2 separate regions of the Rattus norvegicus genome follow, and region 1 is linked to region 2. A link is a contact called in public Hi-C data. All regions are on one chromosome and are shown on one strand. Each heading gives the region's core, a stretch centred on a gene start, on an enhancer-like site or on the middle of the called end of the contact. The rest is flanking DNA. Distances are from core to core; before and after follow the strand shown.

Region 1 (2,802 bases), core at 33-2,532, 44 kb after region 2:
TCCAAAACACCTTTACTGGACTTGAAAATCTAAGGGATACAATACTTTCAGGTCACGTATACAATCTTCCATTACCCGTACTGAAATAAACTTTTCACTGAGTCGGTGAGACTACTTTTTAAGGTAAAATCTGCTGTAGTGAAACAAAGAGAACCTAACCCCCTCCCCCTTCCTAAACCATATGGTAGTAAATTCGAGTTAACTTATTTTTCACCAGTTCATCGCCCATCCATCGGCCTTAAAACACTTGTGCCTTTGTGCCGTGGGGCTGGGACGTGAGTGGTCTGATTCTTAACCACAGAACCCTAGCGTGTTTCCTTCCACAGGGCACCGCGGAAGTCCAAACGCCCCCGACTGTAAGCCTGCTTCGGTGGGCAGCGCACGCGGGTGAGGGCCCGGGGCCGGCCGGGAGCAAGTTCCGCTCTGGCGAGGTGACCGAGCAGAGAGTTTGCTCGCCGCGGCTGGGCTGGATCCGCCCCGGGAACTTGGCTTACCCGAGCCCAGGGACGCGCCGAGGCCTACCGCGAGGCCGGGCGAGCTCCAGTCACCGAGGGCTGCCCGAGCCCGGGCCGCGGCGCCTTCCCACCCGCACGGCCGCGGCCCTCAGGTGGGGCCGCGGCGCCTTCCCACCCGCACGGCCGCGGCCCTCAGGTGGGGCCGCGGCTCGCCCGCGGTCTCCCAGAGACCGGACGCGCCCGCGGGGCCCGGACCCCATTCCCCGGTCGCGGCCGCACGCCCGCGACCCGGCTCGGCCACCGCGCCGGGCTCTTCCGGGAGCCGCCGCAGCTAGGCCGCGCCGGGGCCCCGCGGTTCCCCCGGGCGGGCCGGCCGGGCCTTGGGCGTCCGGTATGTGTCCCGAGGGCCAGGCTCCCGCCGGTAACGGGCCTCGCCGCCTCCCCTCCCCCTCTCCCGCCCCATGACAGTGCAAAGCCTCCGGCCGCCCGGCCGCCCCGCCTCCGGCTCCAGGCCCAGCTCAGGGCCGCGGCCGCAAGCCACGGTTGCGGCCGCCGCTCCCGCTCGCTCTTCGGGCCGCGGTCGCCTCGGGTTCCTTAGCCCCGCGACTCGGACCCGGCCTGCGTCCCCGCTGGTGCCCCGCTGCCCTCAGCGGCGCCGGGACCTCGGGCGGGGTAGGCCGAGGCCCAAGCGGTGGGGGCGGGGGCTCGGCTCTCACCTTCATGTCGGGACATCCTAGTTCAGACGCTGGCGGCGCGGCCCCTCCCGGGCTCCCGGCTGCAGTGTGCCCCCACCGCGGGCTCCCGGCGCTGCCCGCGCCCGGCCGGCCGACTCCCACTCGACTCCCGGGCTCGGCCGCGGGGGCGGGGTGGGCAGGGGAGCGCTCCCGCGGCGGCGGCGGCGGCGGCGGCGGGGAGGCGGCGCGGGGCGGGAATGGGGCCGGGCCTGAGCTCCTCCAGGAGGCGGGTCCGACGCGGCCGCGGCTCCGCCGGCGCCCGCCGTGACTCGGTCACTCTCGGGCCCCCGCCGGCTCCCGGCAGCGGCGCGGCGTCCGCAAATCCCGCTCGTCCCCTCCCCCGGCCCGCCCCCCGCCCGTCTCCCGGCTCGGGCCGCCGCCTCCTCCTCCTCCTCCTCCTCTTCCTCCTCTTCCTCCTCTTCCGCCTCCTTCCGCCCGCACGCCCGCCCCGCCTCTCGCCGCCCTGAGGCCCCGCGGCCGGCGGGCGACCGTGCTTGGCGGCGGCCCGGCCGCTGTCTCGCAGCACCCGAGCCCAGCCGCGGCCCGCCACGCTGCGCGTGGGGAGGACGAGGACACGAAACGCCCCTGAGGTGGCTCCCTAGCGCCTGGGCGCGTGGCTGCCAGGCCATCGCAGACCTCCCGGGGACGTGTGTTTGTGTGCTGCTTTGAAAGCCGGGGATCCAGAAGGGAAAGGCAGTCGGGACTCCTCCGGGGCTCTCGTGTCCCCAGATCTACGGGAGATCGAGGCCTAGCGAGCCGGCTCGGTTGCCGGGCCGCCACCCGCTCCAATGCGCTGCCGGGAAAACTTGGTGGGCTTCGGGGCTAGTTTGCTTCTGGCACGTGGACTGCTTCTCTGTATGTGCATGTCTTTCCCTCCAACCTTACCCAGGCTCCTTACAGTCTACTTTCTCTTTAGGGCATTACTAACTCAGCAAACACTTCAGACTACCCCTGACCACGTGTCAGTGATGGCGTGGCGCAGGTAGAACAGATCGCGCCCTGGAGTTAAGACACGTTCAGTCCTGGCATTCTGGTTCTGATATGCTTGGTGTAACCTTGGACAAGTGACTTAACCTTGCTGAGCCTTCGCTCTTATTGGTTCGCTTTTGGTAGTTAATTTTGTCTGGGTACACTCGAAATTGAACACAGTTCCCTGCTAAGTTTACTGAAACTAGGGTCCAGGGTACTGCTTGCTTTGTCGATTTTCCTAATTTGCCCACCCTCCACTGGCTGTGGCACCTGGACAAAGCGTTGGTTGCCTTAGCTTCTGTGGCTTTCAAAAAGGACAAGCATATCAACAGATGCAGAGGAGAGATACAGTACCAAAACTCGGCATGTAGAATAGCTAGCAGAGGAAGGACCCTGTTTGTTACACTATTAAAAATGATTTAAGATATGCCTGTTTTGGGCTGGAGAGATGGCTCAGCGGTTAATAGCACTGACTGCTCTTCCTGAGGTCCTGAGTTCAAATCCCAGCAACCACATGGTGGCTTAGAACCATCTGTAATGAGATCTGATGCCCTCTTCTGGTATGTCTGAAGCAGCTACAGTATACTTATATATAATAAATAAATCTAAAAAAAAAGATATGCCTGTTTTTAAAAAATATTAGG
Region 2 (2,974 bases), core at 14-2,513:
TTCCAGCTAGCAAAAAACTTATCCTCACAAAACAAAACAAACAAAAACCCCAACAACAAAACCCCCCACACTCCATAGATTCCCATGCAATTGTTTTTCAGTCTCAAGCAGGTTTGGATTTCCTCTGGTTTCTTTCTACCACCAAATACAATCATATCAGACTTTCTTCTCTGCGTATTATGTACAGCTTAAAAATAATGAGAGGAGTTTAAGTTCCTTCCACCATGCAATGTGTTTCTCTCAGCCTTCCTAAGAAATTTCTGGCAGGGAGTGGTGGCAAACACCTTGAGCACTCCAGAGGCAGAGGCGGAGGCGGAGGCGGAGGCGGAGGCAGAGGCAGAGGCAGAGGCAGAGGGAACTCAGACAAGTGTAGTGGCATAACAAAAGAGACGCCATTTTTCTGTAGAGGAGCTGAAACGTCTACATGTAAACCAGGGCACAGCTTTCTGGCTGTAGTGGTTCTCTGCTATCTGTTCTCACTGAAGATCCATTTCTATTTCCTAGTCCAATGCACCACTGTTGGTTATTTTCTTCCGTCTCCTCCTTCCCCTTCTTTTAAAGATTTATTTTAAATATGTAAACACTGTTGCTGGGAATTGATATGAGCCACCATGTAGTTGCTGGGAATTGAACTCAGGACCTCTGGAAGAGCAGTTAGTGTTCTTAACTGCTGAGCTGTCTCTCCAGCCCAGTTATTTTCTTCTTAACAATGCATCTTGGTTGTGTCTCTTCCTTATGAATTATGCTGTCTCCTTCCCATTCTTTTCAAAACCACAAACTTTCAAGGCCTCCGCTGACTACTTCTTACACTGCCCTCTCACTGAGTCAAATAAGCTACAGTTCTGTCTCCCCGACCCTGACATCTATGTGTACCGATTATGTGTTGCATTTGTTCCTATGAAGAACCATTATACTCAACTCGAGGAATTCTTTAACTTCAGCAAATGAACACTTACATACATACATGTAATATAATGCTTGTTCCGGGCATTGTGGTACAGATCTTTAATTCCAGCACACGAGAGGCAAAGGCAGGTGGATTTATTTCTTGAGTTCTTAGGCCAGCCTCAAAAAGGAAAAATAAAAAAACAAAAACAAAAAACCAACCAACCAACCAACCAACCAACCAACCAACCAACAAAAAACCCAAAAAACCTCCACCATCTACAAAACCAAACACCTCCCCCCACTTCCCCCACACCCCTCCAGTAAGAATCCAATGCCCTCTTCTAGCCTCTGTAGTTGCTGCTCTCAAGCATTCGCATCTGATGACTCATGCCTCATAGTTCAGAGGCTACAAGAAAGGACTGTTTTCTCTTTGGGCACGGCAAATGCTCAAGGAGGTGGATGTGCTCGACCTCAGTTAAACGCCATGCACTGTCTATGGGTAGGGAAGACGTGGAGGCATCAGAGGGCACTCTTAGGTCCAAAGGAAACTCCCAATTCCCAAACCCCAGAGGCAGCCCAAACATCCAGGAATGGTGTGAGCTTCATGTGGACTACAGGAGGATTTCTGGTGGTTAGAGATAAGCCAGCATTCCTCAGAAACTTGTGAGGCCAGGTCCCCTCTAACGAAAGGAGTCATCTGTCTCTAGCAGAAGGGACTCATGGCTATCTGTAGCATCTATCAGTGTATCAAAATATATGCCAGCCTCCAAGCTCCTTCAATAAATATCATGAGTACCTGTTATGTTTTAAAGTACACAGAGCATCCCAGTTCTCGTTTTCTCCAGCTCATTGGTTTCCCTCGCATTCTACTCCTTCTCCTTAGCGCCCCTTCCACTCTCGTATGTTCCCTCTATGCCCTGCTCCTGCTTCCGTCTCTCCTACATGCTCTATTCTCTACCCTGCTATTCTCCCCTCTCACAGACAGCCCTAGACAAGTCTAGTTTGTGCTAAAGACTGGAGCTGTCAACACTCTGCCACTGAAGGAAGGAGGACTCAAACCCTGCCCTCCTTCAGAATTCATAGCAGTTAATGACTGATGGGTGTGGTGGTTTGAATATGGTCCATGGAAAGTGGCACTATCAGGCCTTGTTGGGGAAAAGTGTTCAATATCTGCCCAGGGAGGAAGAGAGACCCCTTCAGGCTGCCTAAGGAGGAAAGTCTTCTTCTGGCTGCCCTCGGATCAAGACGTAGAACTCTTAGTTCCTTCTCCAGCACCATGTCTTCTTGGATTCTGCCATGCTTCCCGCCATGATGATAATGGACTGAACCTCTGAAACTGTAAGCCTGCATCGATTAAATGTTGGTCTTTATAGGACTTGCCTTGGTCATGGTGTCTGTTCATAACAATAAGACCCTAACTAAAACAATGGGGGAAGGATAAACACTTTCTTCTGTGGTACAACCACTGGTAAGATGCCTATGCCCCTCTAAACAGTCCTCAGCCATATTCCTTTAAAGACCCCAATGAAACTTACTGGATTTAAAAATAATAATAACATTAAGTACAAGCTGGTTGAGATGGGGTATGAGATGAGAGAAAATATAAGGAAATATGATCAAAATGTATTATGTACACACGCTCTTTCTAGCCACTCCAACTCTCAGTGAGATGTAGCAACTGTTTAGGATGACAGAGTCTCTTACAGCCCTACAGCATTCCAAAGGAATGCTGATTATCAGAAGGCATGGGTCCTAAGTCCTATGGCAAAGTAGGAATTGGTCTGAGGACACTTACAGTCCTGCTGGAATAAAGGCACAATAATGAATTGGGCAGTTCAAAATAAAGGGATTTACTCTTGATTATGATTCAATTTTAGAATGTCTGGTTTGGGATAGGGCAAGTGCTGCCAATCCTGATGACCTGAGCTCAGTTCAATATCCAGGATACACACAATGATGGAGGGAACCACTCCCCCCACCTCCCAAAAAAAACCCCAAAACCCAATCAAACAAACCAAACAAACAGACACACAAAAATGGGCTGGGCAGTGGTTTATGCCTTTAATCCCAAACTCAGGACACAGAG

Evidence for each region. Hi-C and Micro-C count contacts between places; a contact is called where the count stands out from the background.
Region 1: a Hi-C map of the A7r5 cell line shows a contact between it and region 2, with 2.7 times the contacts expected there. The contact joins the promoter of Kcmf1 here to the enhancer-like site in region 2. A contact is called at or near these places in 8 of 12 Hi-C or Micro-C datasets (the A7r5 cell line, the Rat2 cell line, Schwann cells and 4 more) and 1 of 1 datasets of contacts at active chromatin or transcription factors (oligodendrocytes).

What each region holds. Positions count from the first base shown.
Region 1 is chr4:106,507,077-106,509,878 of GRCr8, forward strand. Kcmf1 (potassium channel modulatory factor 1) reads right to left here and starts at 1,283. Exons shown (of 7, transcript NM_001128192.1): 1 at 1,172-1,283. The coding sequence starts at 1,187.
Region 2 is chr4:106,462,833-106,465,806 of GRCr8, forward strand. All of the region lies in intron 3 of Kcmf1 (potassium channel modulatory factor 1), which reads right to left. Among named protein-coding and RNA genes, the nearest start is that of Kcmf1, 44 kb to the right of the region's middle. Within about 2 kb of position 1,264, at least 8 of the 93 cell types and tissues checked have an H3K27ac peak or open chromatin away from gene starts, as enhancers often do. A contact at or near this core is called in the A7r5 cell line and Schwann cells, where this site is marked.